Regions from separate parts of the Mus musculus genome. Here region 2 is linked to region 1. A link is a contact called in public promoter capture Hi-C data. All regions are on one chromosome and are shown on one strand. Each heading gives the region's core, a stretch centred on a gene start, on an enhancer-like site or on the middle of the called end of the contact. The rest is flanking DNA. Distances are from core to core; before and after follow the strand shown. Region 1 holds the start of D430019H16Rik (RIKEN cDNA D430019H16 gene). Region 2 holds the start of Ak7 (adenylate kinase 7).

What was found. Promoter capture Hi-C pulls out the DNA fragments that hold promoters and counts their contacts.
Region 2: a contact with region 1 is called in a promoter capture Hi-C map of stem cell-derived epiblast-like cells, with 4 times the contacts expected there. The contact joins the promoter of Ak7 here to the promoter of D430019H16Rik in region 1. A contact is called at or near these places in 3 of 39 promoter capture datasets (cranial neural crest, embryonic stem cells and stem cell-derived epiblast-like cells) and 1 of 9 other capture datasets (pancreatic islet).

What each region holds. Positions count from the first base shown.
Region 1 is chr12:105,451,855-105,456,202 of GRCm38.p6, forward strand. D430019H16Rik (RIKEN cDNA D430019H16 gene) reads left to right here and starts at 2,002. Exons shown (of 2, transcript NM_001252508.1): 1 at 2,002-2,296. The coding sequence starts at 2,270.
Region 2 is chr12:105,703,363-105,707,808 of GRCm38.p6, forward strand. It overlaps Ak7 (adenylate kinase 7), which reads left to right and starts at 2,620. Exons shown (of 18, transcript NM_030187.1): 1 at 2,620-2,904. The coding sequence starts at 2,803.

The sequences.
Region 1 (4,348 bases), core at 752-3,251:
GGCATGGCACAGGAGGAGCTGAGAGTTCTACGTCTTCATCCAAAGGCTGCTAGTGGAAGACTGACTGACAGGCAACTAGAGTGAGGATCTTATACCCACACCCACAGTGACACACCCATTCCAACCAGGTCACACCTATTCCAACAAGGCCACACCTTCAGATGGTGCCACTCCCTGGTCCAAGGATATACAAACCATCACACTAGGCAAGGCCCTAATCTACTGGACATACTGTAGAAGTGACATTGCTCCAGGACCACAGCCTTAGGAATGGGTGACAGACGTGTTCATGAAAATAACTCAGACATAAATGTATATAGCAGATGTTTTCATAAACACCAAAGAACAGAAACATCACAGACATCCTTTGACAGATATGTAGTTAAGCTAACCGTGGTACGTCAATAATATAAAATACTACTCAGCAATAAAAAAGGAGCAAATTGTTCTCTATAACAACCTGGATGAACCTCCAGGTAGCTGGGTTGATTGACACTAACTAGAGGGTTATTAGTCATGGTTCCATTTATAGAGTTTTCTTGAAGTGACAGAAGTACAGAGATGGGAACAGACCAGTCGGGGACCATGAACACTTAGATTCCAGGCGGCTGGGGCAGCGGGGCAAGCAATAAAGCTTTGAAGAGATGGCCCTCAGGGCTTAAAGACCATTGCTTAGTCTGTGTAATTGTGAGCCTGAGCCTTTCATGGCTGGGCCATTTCTCCAGCTCCATTTATTCTTTCTGTGTGACTGCATGGAGGAGGCATTGTTGTTTAAGTTGTACACCACACATGCACACACACATACACACAATGCACACATACATACATATGCACTCACACATATGCACACATAAACACATAGACAAACACACACACACCTACAAACCTCTGCAAGAATGGCTTCATGGTGAAAGTGCAGTGGATGTGAAGGTTCTGGGTGGGCTGAGGAACTGCCAGGCCATAGAGCAGTCGTTCTCAACCTTGGCATCACGACCCCTTTGGGGTCAAATGACCCTTTCACAAGAATCGCATATCAGATATCCTGCATATCAGATATTTACATTACGAACCATAACAATAGCAAAATTACAGTCGTGAAGTAGCAACGAAAATAATTTTATGTTCAGGGATCACCACAGCATGAGGAACTGTATTGAAGGGTTGCAACATTATGTCGGTTAAGACCCGCTGCTGTAGCCCGGTGGGAACCAGTGGGGTTCCGGGGGGCACTGAGACTGAAGGCCAGTGCTTGGCCTGGAAGGGTGCAGAAGTGATAGATGCCAGAGTGAGGGAGCGAGGAAGAGTTGAGCCTGGAAGAGTTAGAGACCCAGGAAGCAAGAAAGGAAACAAACCGGAAGCACGGGGCAGGAGGTGGGAAGGAGAAAAGGAAGGGGGAGGGGGGAAAGAGACTGGAGGGATGGACACACACACTCCCAGAGAGCAACAGGCCCCTCTGGGTACCTCTGTGGCTCCCTTCACTGCATCGATAACCGTGACTTGGGCTACTTTTCTGGTAACTGAACCACAGGCACTGTTTGCAGGTTATGTATGCGATTCACTCCATGGTCTCCACTAAGGGCCTTCCTACAGCTCATCCTGTGGAGACATAATCCCTAGGTTCCGTTACTCCCATTCTACAAACGAGGATACTCAGATTCAAACGAGCACTAATTCACCCAAACCGCACAATACAAAAATGCTAGACTTTCCGCTTTGTTCTGCTCAGTTCAAGAGCCAAGCCTTCAGAAGTGTAGGAGCAGGGTTGCCACCGAAAGCCAGACACATCTACTCAAACAACTCCCGGAAAGCACTTTTGGGGCTGGAGTCAAGTGCCCTGGGAAGGGCACCCATCGCCCCAGCTGGCTCGCCTCAGACCTCACTTTCCCCATTTGGCCAGGGTAGAGAGAGGACTGCTAGAAATCAAGGGTCTGGCTTGGCCCGCCCTCGGGGGTGTGGTTGGGAGTGGTCACGTGGAGGGGCGCCGCGCCCGGGGTCTCCCGCCCACTTGGAGGCGTCTGGAGCCGAAGCCTGGAGCCAGCCAGGGCGCTGAGAGGGCTGGAGACTCGCCACCACGCCAGGGCTGCTGAGGTCACGGTCGCCGGGGCCCGAGGGCACCTGCTCGCGGTTCCGCCCGCTCTCTGATAATTGTGCGGGAGGCTGGACTCGCAGCGGCGACGGCGACGACAGCAGCAGCAACAGCGAGGACTGGAGCAGGGGCAGCAGCAGCAGCAGCAGCAGCAGCAGCAGCAGCCACACCAGCCGTGACACCATGGATCTGTCTTTTATGGCCGCTCAGGTAACCTGGAATCTTCCCCCCACGCGTCCTAGGGTCTCCAAGTTTGCAGGACCCCAGCCTCGCTGTCCTCCCGGGTGCATCTCTTGCATCCGTGGCCAGGTCCTTTGTCCCGAGCCGGGGAGCCCCACCTGGTGTACGTACTCGGGAGCTTGACTGTCCTGGATGGAGTGGCCCATACCCCTTGCACATCGAGGGGTGCAGTAGGGCTGTCTCCACTGAGCACCCCTACTTCTGAGAAAGACAGTTCCGAGGAGCCTGGGCAGTTGAAGTGGCCCCTCCCTGCCCAACCCCCACCCGCTGTTTGCTCTGGAGCCCCTGGACTGGCAGAGGGGAAGCTGCTCTCCCCATTCTGGTTTTGCTCGGCGCTGGTACTTGTTGGTGTCCTCTGGGAACCCCCCACCCCCTTTCTTCTCCACTGTGGGTGGGACTTTAGTCTCTAGCGCTCAGGAAGGCAGTGTGACAGGGCTTTGTGATAGAGATGCATGGTTTAAAAGCATTTTTGCTTTGTGCTGGGTTTGAGCAGGGAACCACCATCCGTCCCCACACAAAACAGGTTCCTCGTGGCAGGCGGACAAATGACCTCTTGGCGCTCTGCCTGGTCTCCGCTGCAGGAGAATCCCCTGAGTTGTGATCCTTGGTGTTCTCTTGAGCCAGAACAAAGACACACACCCTTTTCTGGGATTGTGTGTGGCCCCTGGGAAGACCCAGAGTCGACCATGGGTAAAGGCTACATTTGGCCGGACACAAGTCCCAAACCATGATATTTCACCTTCTGAGGTTGTGCTGGGAGCAGAGTGATAGGGGCGACATCCTGTCTCCTGGGTGCTTGTCAAGGACCTGCCCCCCCCCCCCCAACACTGCTGCTTGTTTTCCGGAGTGATGTTCGAAGGCACACTTTCGCCAGACTTTTGCCGGTGTGTTGGAAGTCTGTTTAAGATGTAACTTCAAAAGCCAGACTGGATATGGAGGGTTGTTCCCAAACGGGAACATCAAAGGAGCCAAAGTCCCCAAGTTGGCTCTGGGGAGTCAGGACCCCAGGCTTTGGGCTAGCTCTGAAGCAAGCAAGCTGTGAGCTCTAACAGCTCCTGTAACATGACCCAGCTAATCATATTCAACCCGTGTGTAAATACCATCATGTGCAAAACAGTCACTACCACTCTCGATGTAGGTGGGCTTAGCTGAGTGCTAACTGAAGAAAGAGAAAGCTCACAGGATGTCTGAGGCTGCCTCCCTCTCTGCATCCCACAGAAGCTGCTGTTCCCATGGTTACAGGATAAATTGATCATTACTAACTAACCTTGGGGCTGGCTAGAGCATCCACAGTTGCTATGGCAACCTGACAAAATAAACAGGGCTTTTCAGCACCTGTGGGCAGAGCTTGCTGGAGTCTGGATTGTGTGGTGGTGGCTGTGTTTGTTTTTGTTTTTGTTTTTTATAATTCACATTTCAATTGGTCAGTTTGTTCCTGCCAACAGATGGCATTGATTACGCACTCAGCACCATGCTAGCTGAAAAGAAGGAACATGTGAATGGGTGCACCAGCAGAAGACACACTAAGGTTTGTTGAGGACCTACTGTGTGTGAGCTCTTGCAAGTTCTATTAGCCTGGAGTTGTACAGATTGGGTGCCCGGTGTTAGGGAGAACAGTTGGTAAGGAAGGAAGCCGGCTGTGAGTCTAGACCCTAGGATCTGCATAGATTGGGCATTTCCCCCTTCTGGCTTCACCCTAGGGACACATTCCAAGATGGCTCATCATCTCCCTTCTTCTGGAGGAGCTGGCATCTTGGTGCCTCCTGTACAAAACAGGCCCAGTTGTGCTCAGCATTGCTTCTTGCTGTAGACCTGTCTCACTATTCCCATCAGAAGAGAATCTCTGTGTTTTTGTAATATGAAGGACCTAGCAGTGGGTGAGAGTGAGCACTCACATCTGGTGTGTGTGTGTGTATGTGAGAGAGAGAAAGAGAGAGAGAGAGAGAGAGAGAGAGAGAGAGAGAGAGAGAGAGAGAGAGAGAGCTTCTTTCCTCTTCCCAGTCTTATCTGGCAGTGAGCACC
Region 2 (4,446 bases), core at 1,370-3,869, 250 kb after region 1:
TGTGCGTGAGCACACACATAGCCTGAGCATTGGGAAGTGAAGAAAGAGCCGAGGCTGTCATCCTCAGCTACAGAGGATACGGGAGGTCAGCCCAGGCGAAACCTAAAGTGGGATTACAGCAGTGGGCAGATGAGTTTAGACAACTCACAGGGGAGGAATAATGAAAGCTATTCAGTGACCACTTGAAAGGGGCTCCAAAATGGAGGAGGAGCACAGAAATACAACGTGAGAGGTGTTTGACTCTGCTGATAATGTGAGAAAATGTCAACAGTTGGACCATGGCAGGCAAGATGGCTCAGTGAAAGTACTATCTCCACACCAGACAGCCTGGATGGGAGCTCAGGACCTACGGGGGGGGGGGGGGGGGGGGGGCGCCTATTTCCACAAGTCTTTTAAAAAGAGTTTTGTTTCTTGTTTTTTGTTTTTTTAGTCAGGGTTTCTCTTGGTAGCCCTGGCTGTCCTAGAACTCACTCTGTAGATCAGGCTGGTCTCAAACTGGGAGATCCCCCAACCTCTGCCTCTCGAGCGCTGGGATTAAAGGTGTACACCCCCAGTGGACCAGCTAAAAAGAATTTAACAATGCCATTTCTTCAGCTAATTTGTAGTTCTCTTAACATAGCCAGAATTTAATGGCGGGCACTTGAACTGGAGTGTGTGCTGTTAACTAGCTACACCCTCGACAGAGCTTCTGGAGCTCCGTGAGTTCCCTCAAAGATAACTCTGTATTCGTTGCAATGCAAGGGGAGAATCCAGGCCTGGAGTTGTAGCTCAGGAGAGCTCATACTTAGATGTGCAACATCCCTGCATTGACACCCAGCACACAGAAAAAAAGAGACAAGAAATGGATGTGAGCTGAAAAGTTTGTGCTAGTCTGTCTGCTCTGAGTGTGTCCATGAAGAGAGCAGAGGCTTTATCTCCCATAATGACATGCCCACCTTCCCTCCTGCTCTGCTGAGCCCAAGCGCTTCCCACATAGCAAGTCAGCTGCTGGCTCTGTGACTACCCTCAGTGCTTTCTATGCAGGATGCCCTGTGCTCCCTCCAGTGTTCAGGGGCAAAACCTGCTGCTTGGTTCATATTAGGAATAGAGGAGGAAACTAGTTTGGGAATGGGCCACATTGACTTCGGAACTCTCCCTCTAAGCTCCCCCTGCCACCACCCTGGTATATTAGGTATAGCATTGCTGAGGCTTGCACTGATGAAAAAACTTGAGTAGCCACTGGGGCAGAATGGTCTTCTAGGACTTTGCAGTACTTAATAAAAGGCACCACACACAGTTGGTAGTAACATGCATGCACAGGAAAGAACTAATGGAATGATACAGCAGTTGCTATAATATAATCAATATAATCAATATAACCAATAGGCACACAATGGCTCAGCAGTCAAGAGCACTGGCTGCTCTTGCAGAAGACCTGAGAGTGGTGCCTCATAGCTCTCTGTTATTCCAGTTCCAGGGATCCAACGTCTCTTTTGGTCTTGGATGCCACCAGGAAAACATGTGACACAGAGACATTCATGCAGGCAAACACACGTACACATAAAAATAAATATTTAATTTCTATATATGCATGCATATTTGCATAAAATACGTTCATGTATTTAGATTTAACAAGTTAGTGTTTAAAACTATTTCAGTGCAGTCGGACCCTTCCAACAAAACAAGCCGGTTGTTTCATAACACACCACAACTTTTGATGAAAACAAAATACACATTGTTTATTGCATTAATGTATTTGTGGAAGAGGGGTGTGTGTGCCAGGGCACATGTGTAGAGGACAGCTTGCTGGAGCCCGGTCTCTTTGGGACAGAGGGATGGAACTCACGTTGTAAGGCTTGATGGCACCTCCTTCACCCTCCGAGCAAGAGGTGGTTTATTTCAGCAACTGCACGAGTATTCTCATTTGTAAAGAAGACCCAGAGCTTAAACGGTCTGAGTGTAAACTTCATGATTGTGTGTGAATTCCTGGTCACAAAGTCCCTCCAGGCACCTCCACCAAATCCCCAGGCAGGGTGGTAAGGGGGGAGGGGGCATCTGAAAATGCTTAGGAAAGACAATCTGGGAAGAAAAATCTCAATTGAGAAGATGCCTCCATAAGAATGGCTTACAGGCATGTGTATGGGGCATTTTCTTCATTGATAGAAGACCCAGATCACCGTGAGCATCCTGCCCTTGATCCTGAGTTCTCTTAAGAAAGCAGACCGAGCAAGCCCGTAAGCCACGTTCCTCCAAGGTCTTTGCTTCCGTTCCTGCCTCCAGCCAGGTTCATGCCTTCTGCCCTGGCTTCCCTGGATGATGGGTCTACAACCTGTTAGTTTTGGTCTGGTACTCTCACAGCAATAGAAAGCAAACTAGTCAAACCCCTAAGCCAGTAGAACCCTGTGCACCAAGCAGCTACTGGGCAGTACAGGCTGTGGTGGTGGGCTCTCACGCTGTGGTCCTTGACCCCAAAACTCGTGACATCTGCTTTTCTTTACAGTAGAGAAATTGTTTACCCAAGCAGAGCGTCCTACAGGAGATGTGCCGAAGGCAGTTAGACAGTTCTCCAGGGAGATCAGCCCCGCCCTTTAGGACACGCCCCGGCCAGACCCGTGCCACGCCCCCAACGGACCCTCCCCCAGAGCTGCACCCTATCCAGAGCCCTCACCACAGGACACGCCCCGCCCAAAAGCAAGCCACACCCCTCCGAGAGTCCGAGCCTCGCCTCAGGGAGCCTGACCCTTTCAGCCTTCCAAAGCCCAGCCTCTCCTCCTTAGCAACCGACAGGACTCTTTCACCTTAGCAACTACTACAGCTTCCACCATGGCTGAAGAGGAAGTTCCTGCGACCACCGAAAAAGTTCTGAAGATACAGAGGGTATTCATAAACCATCTGGACACCTATAGCAGCGGAAACATAGGAAAGGTGAGCGGTGACCCGAGCCAAACTGGCCCTCAACCCTCAGTGTGTGTCCCTGATCTATCTCCACAGCAAAGGCCTGCATCACTGGCTGTTAGGAGCCTCCCCGGGGGAAGAAGATTCCAATCCTAGCACATCAGTGCCTCCAGGACCTGTCCCTAAGCAGGCTTGACCCATGTTCCTTCCTAATAACGCAGGTGTTTTGGCTATGGTGAAAATGAGGCTCAAGAGAGGAAAGGGCTTGCACAAATCATAGGTATTATGGGCGGGACCTGGAGCACACAACGCGTAAGTCCCGCCATTATGTCATCCAGGAAACATCCATCTAGCGTTTTTAAGCATCTGTTTTGTGCTAGGCACAATTTCTGACCAGGTCCCATTAAGCTTCCTTACTTCCAGGAAAGTTATGGAGATGACTTAGCAGGAGACCTTACTTGAGACACAAGTGTGAGGACCTGAGGTCTGACCCCCATCATCTATGGAGAAAGTGAGCAAGTAGTATTCTACCTCTAGCGTAAACACACACACACACACTCACACACACACACACACACACACACACACACACATGATCCCAAGAGAGAACCTAGGAGCTGTCATTCTAAATTGTTCATCCAAAGACAGTCATGTTTTAGGGGCTGGAGACCCAGGTTCAATTCCCAGCACTCATATGGCAGTCCAGATTGTCTGTAACTCCAGTCCAAGATGATCTGATGCCTCTTTTTTGGCTTCTGGCGGCACACTGCATGCACATGGCACACACACACACACACACACGCCCTCACAAACACACACACATGCACATAAAATAAAAATAAATCTTAGCACACACCTGCAGAGGCCCTGCCATTGAGGACTCTGGATCCGTTGGGTTGAGGAATCTGCCAGCTTGTGGGAAGTCAAAGGTAATGAGGTACCCTCACCCTCGCTGCACTGCTAATTAAGTAGCAGAGGGGATTAGAACTCAGGCTTCCTGCCTCCCAAGATGGTTAAAAATGAGTGTGGAAACAAACCCCCTAGTGACTCATTAAAGCAAATCACCAGATGACCAGTTGTGGCATAATTAAATTCTGGCGTGGATTATCAAGGGGTGGTGGCCTGCTGGACGGCTCTACAACTGTAGCACTGGGATAGGCAGAAAGGGGTGGGAATGGAAGCTCATGTTCTCCACTGGACAGAAAGCTTTCATCCGAGCAAGCAACGCTCTGAGTGTAAGGATACAGAAGAGAACGGTGTGAAGATACCAGAGGCAGCTCTCTTCACAGCTGGGCGTGCATTTTATGAAGAGTTGGTTTTTCCTCTTTCTTTCTTTTTTCTTTTTTCTTTTTGTTTTTGTTTTTGTTTTTGTTTTTGTTTTTTTGGGTTTTTTGTTTTGTTTTGTTTGGGGGGGTTGTTTTTTGTTTTTTTGTTTTTTGTTTGTTTGTTTGGGTTTTTTTTTTTTTTTTCGAGGCAGGGTTTATCTGTATAGCTCTGGCTGTCCTGGAAGTCACTTTTGTAGACCAGGCTGGACTTGAACTCAGAAATCCAGCTCTGCCTCCCAAGTGCTGG